Linked DNA regions of Mus musculus: region 1 is linked to region 2. Evidence: chromatin contacts called from public HiChIP or PLAC-seq data. All regions are on one chromosome and are shown on one strand. Each heading gives the region's core, a stretch centred on a gene start, on an enhancer-like site or on the middle of the called end of the contact. The rest is flanking DNA. Distances are from core to core; before and after follow the strand shown.

Region 1 (6,507 bases), core at 1,163-3,662, 250 kb after region 2:
CCATTGTCATGGATGCCGACAGTCTGCAGACCCGATAATGTCCCCAGAACTGGAGTCCTGGGTTTCCTGGCACTACTTTCTCTCTGCCATGGACTGAGGGGGCAGTCAACCTGGCAACACATCTGTCTCTCTGTGTCCTTGACTTTCAGAATTGCATCTCCTCTATTAAGTTACCCAGCCACCCTGAGCCACAATTGAAGCCTACGGTACCCCCTAAATAGTCATCTTACTAGAAGCAGATAGCCTGTGAGTGGATTTATAGACCTTGAGGGCCATCAGCGTCAAGGTTGGGGAAGCCACCTTGGGCCACTTCATCCTACATGTGATACCCGGTACAGAGCAGCCTTGAGTGCACCAGTGTCTTGAGGTCAACCCGAGAAATAGGGGAAGACTTTGTTTTCAAATTAAACTAAGGTGGAATTTTCTGGAGTAGCTGGAGCAAGGGCAGAAGAAAAGAGTGTTTCTTTGAGCTGCCCCTCAGTGAAAGGGCCTGTTTCCGAGAACATGTTTGTCTAACCTTTACTCACACAGGAATCCAATGGGATTAGCAGCTCCCTGCAACGCTCTCCCGCTGACCTTCGCTGGGCCCAAGCTCATGCGATCATGCTGCGGCTCTAGGCTCTGTTGCTAGCTGCATTCACTTTGCCCTAATGGATTATGCATGCCCGACGAGGGCTCCTTCCACGAACACCAGCATCTGTGTTTGCCTGCATGCATAGCGTCTGCTTCCCCATGGCTGCCAGTTGATCATTCTCTGATATCATTGCATGAGACCATGGTGCCCAGATGCACAAGTTCACATAACTGCCCGTCAGTGTCTTTATTGCATCTCAAGGTTGGGGTCTGAGGAGGTGCCTTAGGAGTATAGCTGGTTCTCTGCCTGCTCGACCCTCCACTATCTCTGGATCGTCCACAGACAGCGGGGAGAGAGGGGATCGTGTATTCAGCCATTGTTGGATTAGCACCTAGCATGTGCAGGGTGCATACAAGAGCTGGAGTTGATAGAAAACAAAGAAAACATAGGAATAGATGTCAAAGGACAGCCATGGGGGAGCCTGGGTTGGGCTGAGGGGCCGAGAAACATCCCAGAACTCCCTTAAGGGAGATCTCACCATATGCTTCATATGGAGGTAGACTGGCCTGGGACCTGGGACAGAAGACTGGTGAGTTTCTGCCCAGTGCCACGCCTGGGTCTGAAACACCTGGTCTTTCTGGGGTTTAGCACAGTTCTTGGGCAGGTCGTGACAGCCCAATCTGACCAGAGAGGCCGAGGCTTGGGGACGGGGACTGTAGCTCAGGCTGCCAGGTAGGACAGAAGAATGACGGGATTCCTCCTGTGTGGCTTCTGTGGTAGGACGTCCCAGCTGCGGCTACTAATAAGGACAGACATGCACACACACACACACACACACACACACACACACACACACACACAGAGCACATAAACACGTACACATTCCCAAGTGAGGTGTAAATTTGAGTAATTGAAAGCTGCTGCGTGGAGCTGGGAAGCTGCAGCTCACAGCCCCTCCAGGCCAGCCTGTGCACTGAGCCGGTCCCTGATGGTGTCCTGACATTTAAAAACTGGACTTCACTCAAAAAATGCAAGAGACTGACTTTATTTGTAGAGCCTAGGTATCTGGTCGCATTCTCTGTGCATTGATATAAGGGTTTTGTTGGAGTCTGTGTGGCGTGTTTGTGTCTGTGTGGCTGTGTATGTGTCTGTCTGTGTGTCCGTCTGTGCTTGTGTGGGTGTATCTGTCTTTCTGTGTATGTGTCTGACTGTGTGCGTATGTGCTTGTGTGTATCTGTATATGTGCCTGTTTGTATGTCTGTGTATGTGCTTGTGTGTGTGTCTGTCTCTGTATCTGTGTATATGTGTGACTGTGTGTCTGTGTATAAGATTGTGTGTGTGTCTGTGTCTGTGTGTATGCCTGTGTATGTATGTCTGTATGCCTGTCTGTGAGTGAAATTCCTTTCCCTGGTTCTCTGAAAACACTTACAGCCTTTGGACCCCTTTCCTACATCTTGGGTTCAGAAGAATCACCCCTTCCCATGCTCCCCATCTGGGTGGCCTCTGCCATTCACTCTCCTCTCTTATGGGCTCAGGAAAGGACTCTGTCACACATACAGTCCCCAGCTCCCTCACATTCGCCAAAGGTGAACTGTGCATTCTGGGGAATTTAGGGGGGTGTTCTAACAATCCCTTTCTCCCCTCCCCCTCCCCCCCTCCCTCTCCCTCCCCTTTTCCCTCTCCCTCCCCCCACCCCCCACCCCCCCCACCCCCGCTTTCCCAGGCTCACTCAACTTTCAGTTCACATGTGTGTGATTTTTATCTCCTCAGGACATCGGGACAACCAAATGCACTTAAGAGTTCAGGGAATTAAAACCAAATGTGCTAGGAGGCCCCTGCCTGCAGAGACTGAGGCCGCTGCAGAGACACAGGGTTCCAGAACTGTCAGCCAGTGGGCAGGACTGGTAAAACTGGAGTGTATCTGCCTGTGGATCACAGAGGTCAAGCTGGAATCTAAGCTCCGTGGAACTCCATAAGTGTTCAGAGACCACAAAAGAGAACCCAAGACCTGTCACTCAGAGTGGCAGAGGAAAGAGCCCAGTCACTAGCCAGCTTCCTGCAGGCTTCCTTCTTGCTGTTTAGGTGGGATTAGGTTTGTTAAAGAGAAATTTCCTTTTACATTTTTATTTATTTTGTGTGTATACATAAAATACACATGCATTTGAGTGCATGCCTTCTCATGCATACACGTGTATGAGTGTGTATGTCTCGTGCATACACATGAAGGTCAGAGGACAACTTGAGGCAGTCAGTTCTTGTCTCTACCAGCTGGGTCTCAGGAACCAACTCAGGTCATCAAAGCTTCTTGTCTTAGTCTCTGTTCTAGTGCTGTGAAGGGACACCATGACAAACTCAACTTACCAAAGAAAGCATTTATTGAGAGTTTTCTTATAGCTTTAGAGGGTGCGTCCAGTATTATCACAGTGTAGAGCCAGGCAGACAGGCAGGCAGGCAGGCAGGCAGACAGACAGGCAGGCAGGCAGTCAGGCAGGCAGGCAGGCAGGCAGGCAGGCAGACGACAGGCAGGCAGACAGACAGACAGGCAGGCAGACAGGCAGGCAGGCAGGCAGACAGGCAGGCAGGCAGGCAGGCAGGCAGGCAGGCAGGCAGACAGACAGACAGACAGACAGGCAGACAGGCAGACAGGCAGACAGGCAGGCAGGCAGGCAGGCAGGTAGACAAGCAGGCAGGCAGGCAGGCAGGCAGGCACACAGGCACACAGGCAGGCACACAGGCAGGCAGGCAGACGACAGACAGGCAGACAGGCAGACAGGCAGACAGGCAGGCACACAGGCAGGCAGATATACAGGCAAGCAGGCAGGCAGGCAGACAGGCAGGCACACAGTCAGACAGGTAGGCGGGCAGACATGGTGCCGGAACAGTAGCTGAGCTCCTACATTCTGATCTCTAGGGCGGGGGAGGGATGAGTTTCTGTTAGCCCACCCCAAGTGACACACCTCCTCTAACTAGGCCACTCCCCATAGTCCTTCCCAAACAGTTCCACTCCCCAGTGACTGAGCATTCAAATATAAAGCCTATGAGCGCGATGCTCATTTATCTACCAGGCCATCTCGTAGGCTCTGGGGAAATTTCTTTAGATGCTGCTGCCCTCAGAAGGTGCTCTGAGTAGTTCTGAAAGGAGGAACGTGGCTGCAAGGCACAGGAAGCTGGGCTCAGAGCAGACGGGGGGGGGGGGGGGAGGCTGCTGAGTGCTTGTCACAATTGGACTTGAACGCCCCCCACCCCCACCCCATAGGCTCATATGTTTCAATTCTTGGTCCCCAGATGGTGATACTACTTTTGGGGGGAGGAAGTGGAGCCTCACTGGAGGAAGAAGGTGGCTGGAGTGACTTTGAAGTTTTATGGCCTCCGTTCTTGTCCCTCTGTTTCGTGGCTACAGATGCGCTGTGATGAGGAGCTTCTTATTTCTGTCGCCATGCCTTTCGTGTCGCAGTGGACTGTGGCCCTCAAGCCGGGGGCCACAATAAACCCTTCTTCCCTTCAGTTGCTTCTTGGATCTTTAGTTGCAACCTGTTGGAAAGACCCTGACACAGCATCAAGGAGGGGAAGTGGCAGGATGAAGGGAGGGGGAGGGGGAGGGGGATGATGGCAGGGGGAGAGGATGGAGGGGGAGGGGGATGAAGGGGGAGAGGATGAGGGGAGAGGGAGGGGATGATGGCAGGGCAAGGGGGATGGTGGTAGGGGGAGGGGGATGGTGGCAGGGGAAGGATATGGAAGGGGAGGGGGATGAAGGGAGAAAAGATGGAGGGGGAGGGGGATAAAGGGGGAGAGGATGAGGGGGGAGGGAGGGGATGATGGCAGGGCTAGGGGGATGGTGGCAGGGGGAGGGTGATGGTGGCAGGGGAAGGGGGACAACAGAATGAGACCTAGCAGCCTAGCTAGATTCTACTGTCAGGCAGAGGTGCTGCCCTCTGTGCCACAGCCCACAGACATTCAGCAATGTCAGGGGAAACTGTGAAAACTGGGGTAGAAGCCTGCTAACCAGCTCTAATGGGAAGCAGCCAGCAATGCTGCCCACACTGGAGGTGGTTGGAATAAGAACAGCCCTGTAGGCTCATGAATTTGCATGCTTAGGCATCGGGGAGTGACACTACTTGGAAGGATTGGGAGGTGTGGCCTTTTTGGAGGAAGTGTGTCACTGGGGGTGGGCTTTGAGGTTTCTAAAGCCCAAGCCAGACCCTGCGTCTCTCTCTCTCTCTCTCTCTCTCTCTCTCTCTCTCTCTATATATATATATATATATGTATATATCTTCAGCAGATCCAGCTGTAGAACTCTCAGCTCCTTCTCCAGCGCCATGTCTGCTGTATGCCGCCATGCTTCCTGCCATGATGATAATGGACTAAACTTCTGAAACTGTCAGCCAGCCCCAATTAAGTGTTCTTCTTTATAAGAGTTGCATGGTCATGGTGTCTTTTCACAATATACACAGACTAAAGCAACACTTTATTGTCTAAACGGCTTCCACCACACAGAACTTCCTACCTCCCACATCAGCAGAAGTGAAGCCATGGGCCATGGGGATAGAGGGAAGGGGACAGATCGAAGCTGTTCCTCATGGGGCTGTCTATAGGACAGTCTGTTTCTTTTCTTGGCTTGTGGCTGGGTTAGAAGATGCTGAGAGAGGCAGGAAGTCTAAGATCAAAGCCCCGGGGCCTCCTGCCTGACCAGCAGACTCCAGTTTTGTTGCGTCACAATGCACAGCCTGCTCCACACTGGGCTGTTCATAGTGGAGATAACAGAACCCAGGACACTTTGGAAGAGCCCACTGCTCTGCTCTCAAATCTGCAGTTTAAGATCAGTTCTAGACAGTGGCCATTTCCAGCTTATCGAAGGACCCCACTCTCCTCTCCATCTCCATGACACCTGTGTGCGTGCGTGCGTGTGTGCATGCGTGCATGCGTGCCTCTGTGTGTGTGTGTGTGTGTGTGTGTATGTGTGTGTGTGTGTGTGTGTGTGTGTGCTTTCTATATAGCTGTGTTGGCTACTCTTTTGTCAACTTGACACAAGCTAGAGTCACTTGAGAGGAAACCTCAACTGAAAAAAATCCCTCTTAAGATCAGGCTGTAGGCAAATCTGTGGGTCATTTTCCTGTTAATGATTGATGTGAAAGGGCCCCACCCACTGTGGGTGCTGTTACTCCTGGCCTGGTAGTCCTGGGTTGTTTAAGAAAACAAGTAGAAGCCAGATGGCAGTGGTGAACATTTTTAATCCCAGCACTCAGGAGGCAGAAGCAGGTGGATCTCTGTGAGTTCTAGGACAGCCCAGGGCTACACAGAGAAACCCTGTCTTGACAAACCAAAACAGAAGAAGAGGAGGAGGAGGAAGACGAGGAAGAGGGGAGAGGAAGAAAGGGGAGGAGTAAGAGGAGGAGGAGGAAGAGGGAGGGGAGGAGAACAGGAGGAAGGGGAGGAGCAGGGGAGGACAGAAAACAAATTGAGCAATCTGTGGGAGCAAGCCAATAAGCAGCACTCCTCCATGGCCTCTACTTTCAGCTCAGGCCTCCAGGTCTCTGCCCTGTTTGAGTTCCTGCCCTAACTTTCCTCAATGATGGGCTGTGATCAGAATTTGTGAGATATCCTTCCCTCCTCAGGTTGCTTTTGTTTTGTCACAGCAACAGAAAAGCAGACTGCTGGAGGTGGTGGCGCACACCTTTGATCCCAGCGCTCAGGAGGCAGAGTTAGGCAGATCTCTGTGAGTTCGAGGCCAGCCTGGTCTACAGGGTGAGGTCCAGGGCAGTCAGGGCTACACAGAGCACCCCTGTCTTGAAAACGCAAAACAAAACAAAACAAAACAAAACAAAACAAAACAAGGCAGACTAAAACAATAGACTGTATTACAGGGGAAAGCAGGATGGATTTGTTATCAATCCCCACAAAGACATGAATCTATGCCACCACTGAACCCCCAAACC
Region 2 (6,568 bases), core at 3,487-5,986:
AGAAGCCAGGTAAATTGCAGGGGCACATTGAGGAGTGGCCTCAGTAGTTGTTTTGATTTGCCTGCTGGGCAGTTCCTGCCCCCCACCCCCACCCCCACAGTAGGTGGTCAGCACTGATCTTACACTTAGCCCTGGCTTGCCTGGAACTCTCTGTTACAAGTAGGTTAAATTGACCTTAAACTTTCCATCCTCCTGCCTCAGCTACTAGTGTTGGGGTTGTATCTGTGAGTTACCACATCTGCTTCAGTTTTGAGTTTAGTCTTATTTAGCTGTTTCTGTATTTTATTGTACATTTGGGTCCCCCCCCCCCTTACCTCCTAAACTTGAATACCTGGACTGTTTCTTTACTGACCATTCGCAGAGGGGGTTTTCTGGCATTTAAAGACCCCAGCCTTACCCAGACAAGTCATCACCCCCTTTCCAGTGTAATTTTAGCTAGATCTGGGAAAGTAGAATGTGTCTGCAGTTAGATCAAACTAGAAATGAGGCAGGAAATGTCAATGATTTGGGCCTTGGAAATTAAACTTAAAAAAAAAAAAGATTTCTAGAAATGAGGCAGAAATTTCATGGAAATGTCAATGGTTTGGGCCTTGGAAATTAAACCTTTTTAAAAAAATATTCTTTTTACATCTACAAGTAAACCTGGAAACCCTTAGAGACGACCCTTTCCAAAGGTGGAGTTTTCAAGGGGGTGGGAGGAAGGCCAGGCAAGAGGGAGGAGGCCTGTCCAGGAGTGCCTTCCAATAGCGATAGCTGGCCTCCACGGGAATCTCTCCACCCACCCCTTTTTGCCTTTAAGAAATAAACGCTCCAAGCGACTTTACTGCTCACGCCTCGGCCCTCGGGGAGCTCTCTCTGGCCACTCTTCTGTCTTTAACCCCTGCTCACAGCCGGCTCCAGAGCTAACACCATGAGTTTCCAGTTGCTAAGGGTGAGGAGCTTACAGGCAGAGGAGGGCCACTGGAGGGGACCGCGGGGCTGGACCGGGCGTCCGTCCGTGGGCGCAGGGTCGCTGGCGCGCTGTCCTGCCGCCAATCTCCCCAGCCCTTGGCCACCGTGGGCCTCCTCTGCGCCTGGCGGCGACTAAGATAAGTGACTTAAGGCCGCGGGGCTCATCTGGCCTAGAGGTGTGTGGAAGCCTAGTACCCTAGAAGGCCTCTAGGTATATGGGTCTCCCGCCTGCGCTCGGAGCGCTTAGGTCGCTTGGATATGGGCCCCAGGACGCCCTGGGAAGGTGACAAGCCCGACTCCAAGTGTTCGAGGGTCCCCGGGGGCAGGGTAGGGCAGTCTCAGGATTGTCTCCTTCGGGGTTCTAGAGACTGGGAGAGAGGCCTCAGATTATTGTTTAAAGGAAGCCAATTCAGATTCACCTTTGCTGCCGCCGCAGAGAGAAGGATTTGGCCAGCGCTGAGCACAGGAGTGCGGCCCCCCGGGCAGGCCTTGGACAAAATGGGTCCCGGGGAGCCTGGTAAAGTCAAGGGTTCGAATTTCGTTTTACTTTGCCTGTTTGTAAAGAGTTGCCTAGTAGGAAGACCCAAAGGCTGGGAAACCGCTTCAGGCCCCTGCGGCCCTGAGCTAGACTCACTGAGCTGAGTGGGGCTGAGGTCCCTACATCTATGGGCCTACATTTATTCTGTTAGAAATTTTAAAAAATCGATGGGCATTATTTTGGAGCGCCCGAGGATTGTTATCAACAACACCTCTGCGCTTAGTTCTGGAAGCTCTTTGTGTTTTAAAAGGTATGTCTTTATTGTGCATGTGTTTAGAGTGTGTGCACACGCGCTGTGTGTATGGCCGTGGATAGGTACGCACTGTGTGTATGGCCGTGGATCTGTGGCGGGAGTAGGTTCTCTCTTCCTACCCTGTGTTTTTAAACTTGGCGGCAGGCGCCTCTATCCACGGAGCCATCCCTCCGGCTTTTGCCCAAAGTCCGGTGCTTGCCCATTCTAGGACAGGAGGGTGGGGCGTGGATGGACACCCTCCTCCAGAGATTTGTGGCAGAAACCGGTTTCTAGGGCCCTGCCCAACCCAGGCTGCTAGGTAGTTGACTGTAGTCCTTCATTGTCCCTAGGGGCGCGGAATAGAGTTCCCCACCCCACCCCCGGACGTGGCGCCGCACTTGCGAAGTGCTCGGGGTCCACCTTTTCTTAGGAGCCCTTTCCCTAAGGCCAAAAGAGGAGTCTTGCCGCCTGCACTTCAGTCCAGTTTTATAATAGAAAACTCCAAACTGACTTCTTTGGCCTTGGGTGGTGGCAGGATAGGAGACTGGAGACCCCAAGCCACATTGACAGACGCACCCTCGCGTGTTTCTTTGGAGGTGTCTCACATTTGGGCATTTAGGGTGCCGGTGAGCGCGCGCGCGCACACACACACTCACTCACACACACCTGGGCGGCTCCAGTCTCGTCCCAATGAGAGGGACCGACCTGCGTTGCCAGAGTGTGAGTGACTGCAGGCTCCCTAGGGGGCGGCAGAGCTGAGCCCCTGGCAGCCTTCCTTCCACTCCCATATCTCTGCACGGGGACCTTAGAGCAAGTTCTTAGTCCCGGGGACGGGGGGAATGGGAGGTGGGCAGGACACCTTACCCAGCCCTGGCTGCCAAGGGGTACAACCACACGGGTCAACGTCTTTCCGTGGGCGATGGTAGGAGATTGTTTGGAGCGCGGGAACCATCAGAGAAGCTGAGCTCTCAAGGAAGGCGGAAGCTTCCTGCACCTGGACTCTGTGTCCAGGTCCCGGCCCCCAAGCTGGGTGTGGATGGGACAGGGTCCTCCAGAGTCGAGGAAATCCTGTGTGCAACTGTCCTCTCCATCAAGCGCTGCGCTGTCGCTTTAGAGAGAATGAATAGCCTTGTCTAGCGGTTCCCAAGTCCCCAGACTCGGGGCGCGGGGGGGGGGGGGGGGGGCTGAGGAAAGGCGAATGCAGACCCTTCATGCCCTTCTGTCGTCCTCCCCCCTCCCCACTCGGCCGAAAGCTCCGGTGCAGAAAGCACTCGGTCCCCCTGGGCTTCTTGGATTATCGCTGAGGTGGGAAGAACAGGGAAAGCCTGGGGTAGGGTGAGCCGCACCGCCCCCCCTGGCCAGGAGAGGAGCGGAACCCCGCCAGACCTGTGACAGTTGCCTTCCAGAGAGAGCCTGGGACCTGGCGTTCCCAGTCCTGAGCTTGATGCGGGCAGCACCAGTTCTTTCTGGAGCAGGTGCCCTCTTCTCCCGCTAATTCCAGGGCCTCTGTTTTGGAGGCTCGGTCTGGATTGCCTGCCTTTTTAACTTAGCCGGAAAAGCCCCCTTGATTCCCGCGGTTTCAACTTCCTGGGTCTGTTAGGGTCAACTGGCCAGAAAGCTATTTTGCATGCGGCTATTCTCTAAGACCATGGGGGAACGGTTGGCTTGAACATCTATTTTAATTTTAGTTACTTTACTTCAGGCCTATCTGGGTCTAGGGAAATGCTTACAGACGAGGAGCAGGAAGAGAGCAAATTATTTTAGTCTGTGGATACGGGAGGCACGTTCCCAACAGGTCCTGGCCACTGGGCTGATGGGTATCAAGAATTGTGTAATTGGCTTCGGAATCAATCCGAAATAGTCCCTGCCTCCAATTCCACTGTTTGAAGCCAATCTCCATATACTGTTGGGACGGACTAACAAGATTAGCTCTCGAGAACTGTGGACTTTCTGTTTGGGATGAAAAAAATTAACTATAACAATTAGGCCAATTATTTTCGTTTCGTTGAATTAAAAAATAACACTGAGTATTGCTTTTTGGCTTGGACGGAAAATCTTGGGGTGCAGCAGCATTCTGTGGATAGAAGCTTTGCTTTCTGCCTCCCATGGGACGAGGTGTGCCCATATCTCAGGGCGACCTCCCTGTAGTCCCCCTCCCACTTTACAGCACCTCATTCCACGCGGCCCGTGGCGATGGAGGTTTATTCTGCCTGGAACCTCTTTTCCTGGGCGAGTAGAGGCTTCTGAAGAGCCGCCCGTGACAGCTGCAGAACCGGCGCTCCGCAGGGCTGGGCATCGCAGCAGGGATGGGCCTGGGCGGGGGAGCTCGGGTCTCCTCCAGCCACGGCCCGCAGCCAGATACAGCTTCGGGCTATAGCTGCAGCACGCGGTTGTCCGATTTATTCACAGCAGGTATTACCGTGAGTTTCCTCTTTGGAGCTGGGGGAGCGGACTCCTTCTCGGAATCCTTCCCCTCCCTTCCCTCAGTGGGCAGGTCAGTAAAGTACCCAGGGAGAGGGAAAGGGGGGGGGGGGCACTAGGGAACAGTGGGACTTTAGCTATTTCTCAGCCCAATCCTTAAATGTCTGTCGGAACAGCTGGGGCGAGGTGTCAGGGAACCCCAGGAGTTGAGACACCCTGGAATGGGGCGTCTTCAACTCTCAAGTGACATCCATTTTTTAGGAGGATGAAGGACGGTTCTTGAGGTGGGGAAATCCCAGCTGTCAGCTCTGCCAGTCTAAGGTGTGCAAGGGGGCTGGCAGGCAAAGGAAGCCACGTTTGGGCACCTCAGCTTGGCAGGTCTGCGGTTGTCAGAGACCGCCCACTGATGCCCCTGCGAGCCCCTCGCGACGCCTGGTCCTGCAACACGCTAGGCAGGGTGCGGGGCGGAGCTAGGCAGGGACTGGCTGGGGGCTGCCCCGCCCGGCGCCTGGGCCTCCGCGCGGCGCCGGCCCCCGGGGAGGAGTTATGATAATTTCCTTCCCATTAAGGCGTTCGGGTCCCCCGGCTATCGCCGGGACACACTGTGAGGGTGAGGCTTCTCCGGTCCACGGCTGCGGCCTCTACACACCCACGGCGACCACATCTCTGTGCACAGCCACCGATGCGCGTCCAGTGACTGGGACAGCAAGGCCGGCGCGCGCGGCGGGGGCGGCGGCAGACGCCTGGCCACCGTGACCCCGATTGTGGATTTACCGCTCGGGGGGTGGGGGGAGCCTGGATTTAACTGGCGACTATTTTGGGGGACGCCGGACGCCATGTTGTGGAAAATAACAGATAATGTCAAGTATGAAGAGGATTGCGAGGTGAGCGGGGGCTAGGGAACGTAGCCCCGCCGGCCCGAGCGGGGTCCCAGGGCTGCTGGCCAAGGCTGGGGACGTTTGCGCGGAGCCCTCGCCTTCGGGAGGGATGAGGGCCAGTCTTCGGCCATCTCCTGGGCCCCTTGTTGAATCTGGTCTTGTCTCTCGGGGACAAGGCCTGGCAAGAGCGTGGCAAACCCACCCGCAGAACTCAACTGTGGGTTCCTACGAAGCGCACGGCCCTCCTTTCCATTTTCCCCGAAGAGCGCCCTGTCTCCGGGTCTCAGACGTGGCTTTTTTCCCACGAAGTCTGTCCAGTGTCCACGGAAGCTTCCCTGCCAGCGACACCTTTGAGGAGTCTCCTCCAAGGAAGGCTTGTCACCTGCCCCGCTACCTCCTCGAGAAAGAAAAAAAAAAAAAGAAAGAAAGAAAAGAAAAGTCCAAACAACTGCAACCTGGTTTTCAAGAGAAGTGGGGGTTGGGGACTGTGGGGTGGGGGTGAAGCCAGATGGGGCCTTGAGCGCTCGCGAGTACTCTAGCCTGTCGGACAGGTTGAGCTAGAGTTTCGGAGAGTAGGAGGGAGGGAGGCGGCGAGCGGGAAGAGGAAGAAGATTCAGGCGGCGCGAGGCGAGCACCGGGGAACGTGGGGAGGAGAGGCCGGCGGCCAGGCTGCGGGAGCGCACCGCACCCGCACGACCTCGAGGGGCTGCCCCTGCGTGCATGCCCGGGCGGCTTCCGCTAGGGGGCGACAGTGCCCCGCTCCTGTGTCCCTGCTACCCTTCTGACCCCTGGGACTGATGAAGACACATCTTTTAGGAATTAAGTCTGACCGCCTTGGGGCGAGGGGACGTGCGCAGGCAAAGGTTGCCCAGTTTGGCAGAGTCTTTTCATTCCTTCTCTACACCGGGATGTGTGAGAACCTTGACCATGGCCGGGCTGGAAGACCTCACTTCCTAAGGCGCAGAAGGCACGGGCTTGGCTAGCAAGGATCACAGCTCCGATCCCGCGTGTCGGCTCCCGGTCTCTCCGGACGACATTACTATGAGGCCTTACCTGAGAGTGTCACTTCCGCGGCGCGGCCGCCTCTTAAGGGAGTGAGAGGGGGATGATCCTTGGGGCGGGGAAACGCGCCCTTCGTCGGCGTTGCGCATTATCCGCGCTATTTGCGCGCCGCAGCGACATGGGAGGAGGGTTGTTGAACGAGGGCGCTGTGCGCCGAGGTCGCCGCACGCCGAACCCCTGGGGCACGGGTAACCGGACTGTGGCGCGGAACGCGCTCTTGGCACCTCCAAGCGACGCAGCGCGGGAACCTTCGCCAGAGGGCTCGAAGGATTCGTCCCCTCAGGTCTTAGACCGATAGGCTCACAACGAAGTCCGGGGAGCTCATTGTCCCCGGGGGCTCTCGGGCTCTGGGGCGGATCGAGACGGGTGGTGTGAGCTTGGTGGGGCGCATAGGTGCCCCTCTCCTGGCTTGCTTGTTCGCTGTAGCAGGGTTTCGTACTAACCGGGTCTCTCCTGTTTCTCTCCCAGGATCGCCACGACTCGAGC

Evidence for each region. HiChIP or PLAC-seq counts read pairs in DNA pulled down with a chosen protein or histone mark.
Region 1: a contact with region 2 is called in an H3K4me3 HiChIP or PLAC-seq map of embryonic limb bud, with 5 times the contacts expected there. The contact joins the enhancer-like site here to the promoter of Tfap2c in region 2. A contact is called at or near these places in 15 of 39 promoter capture datasets (the 3T3-L1 cell line, the SN4741 cell line, cranial neural crest and 8 more), 4 of 484 Hi-C or Micro-C datasets (differentiating embryonic stem cells, embryonic stem cells, nephron progenitors and 1 more), 15 of 115 datasets of contacts at active chromatin or transcription factors (craniofacial prominence, embryonic basal ganglia, embryonic forebrain and 9 more) and 1 of 9 other capture datasets (embryonic stem cells).

What each region holds. Positions count from the first base shown.
Region 1 is chr2:172,799,544-172,806,050 of GRCm38.p6, forward strand. No RefSeq gene overlaps it. Among named protein-coding and RNA genes, the nearest start is that of 1700055K11Rik, 58 kb to the right of the region's middle. Within about 2 kb of position 2,413, at least 10 of the 459 cell types and tissues checked have an H3K27ac peak or open chromatin away from gene starts, as enhancers often do. A contact at or near this core is called in embryonic limb bud, where this site is marked.
Region 2 is chr2:172,544,857-172,551,424 of GRCm38.p6, forward strand. Tfap2c (transcription factor AP-2, gamma) reads left to right here and starts at 4,737. Exons shown (of 7, transcript NM_009335.2): 1 at 4,737-5,026; 2 at 6,551-6,568. The coding sequence starts at 4,979.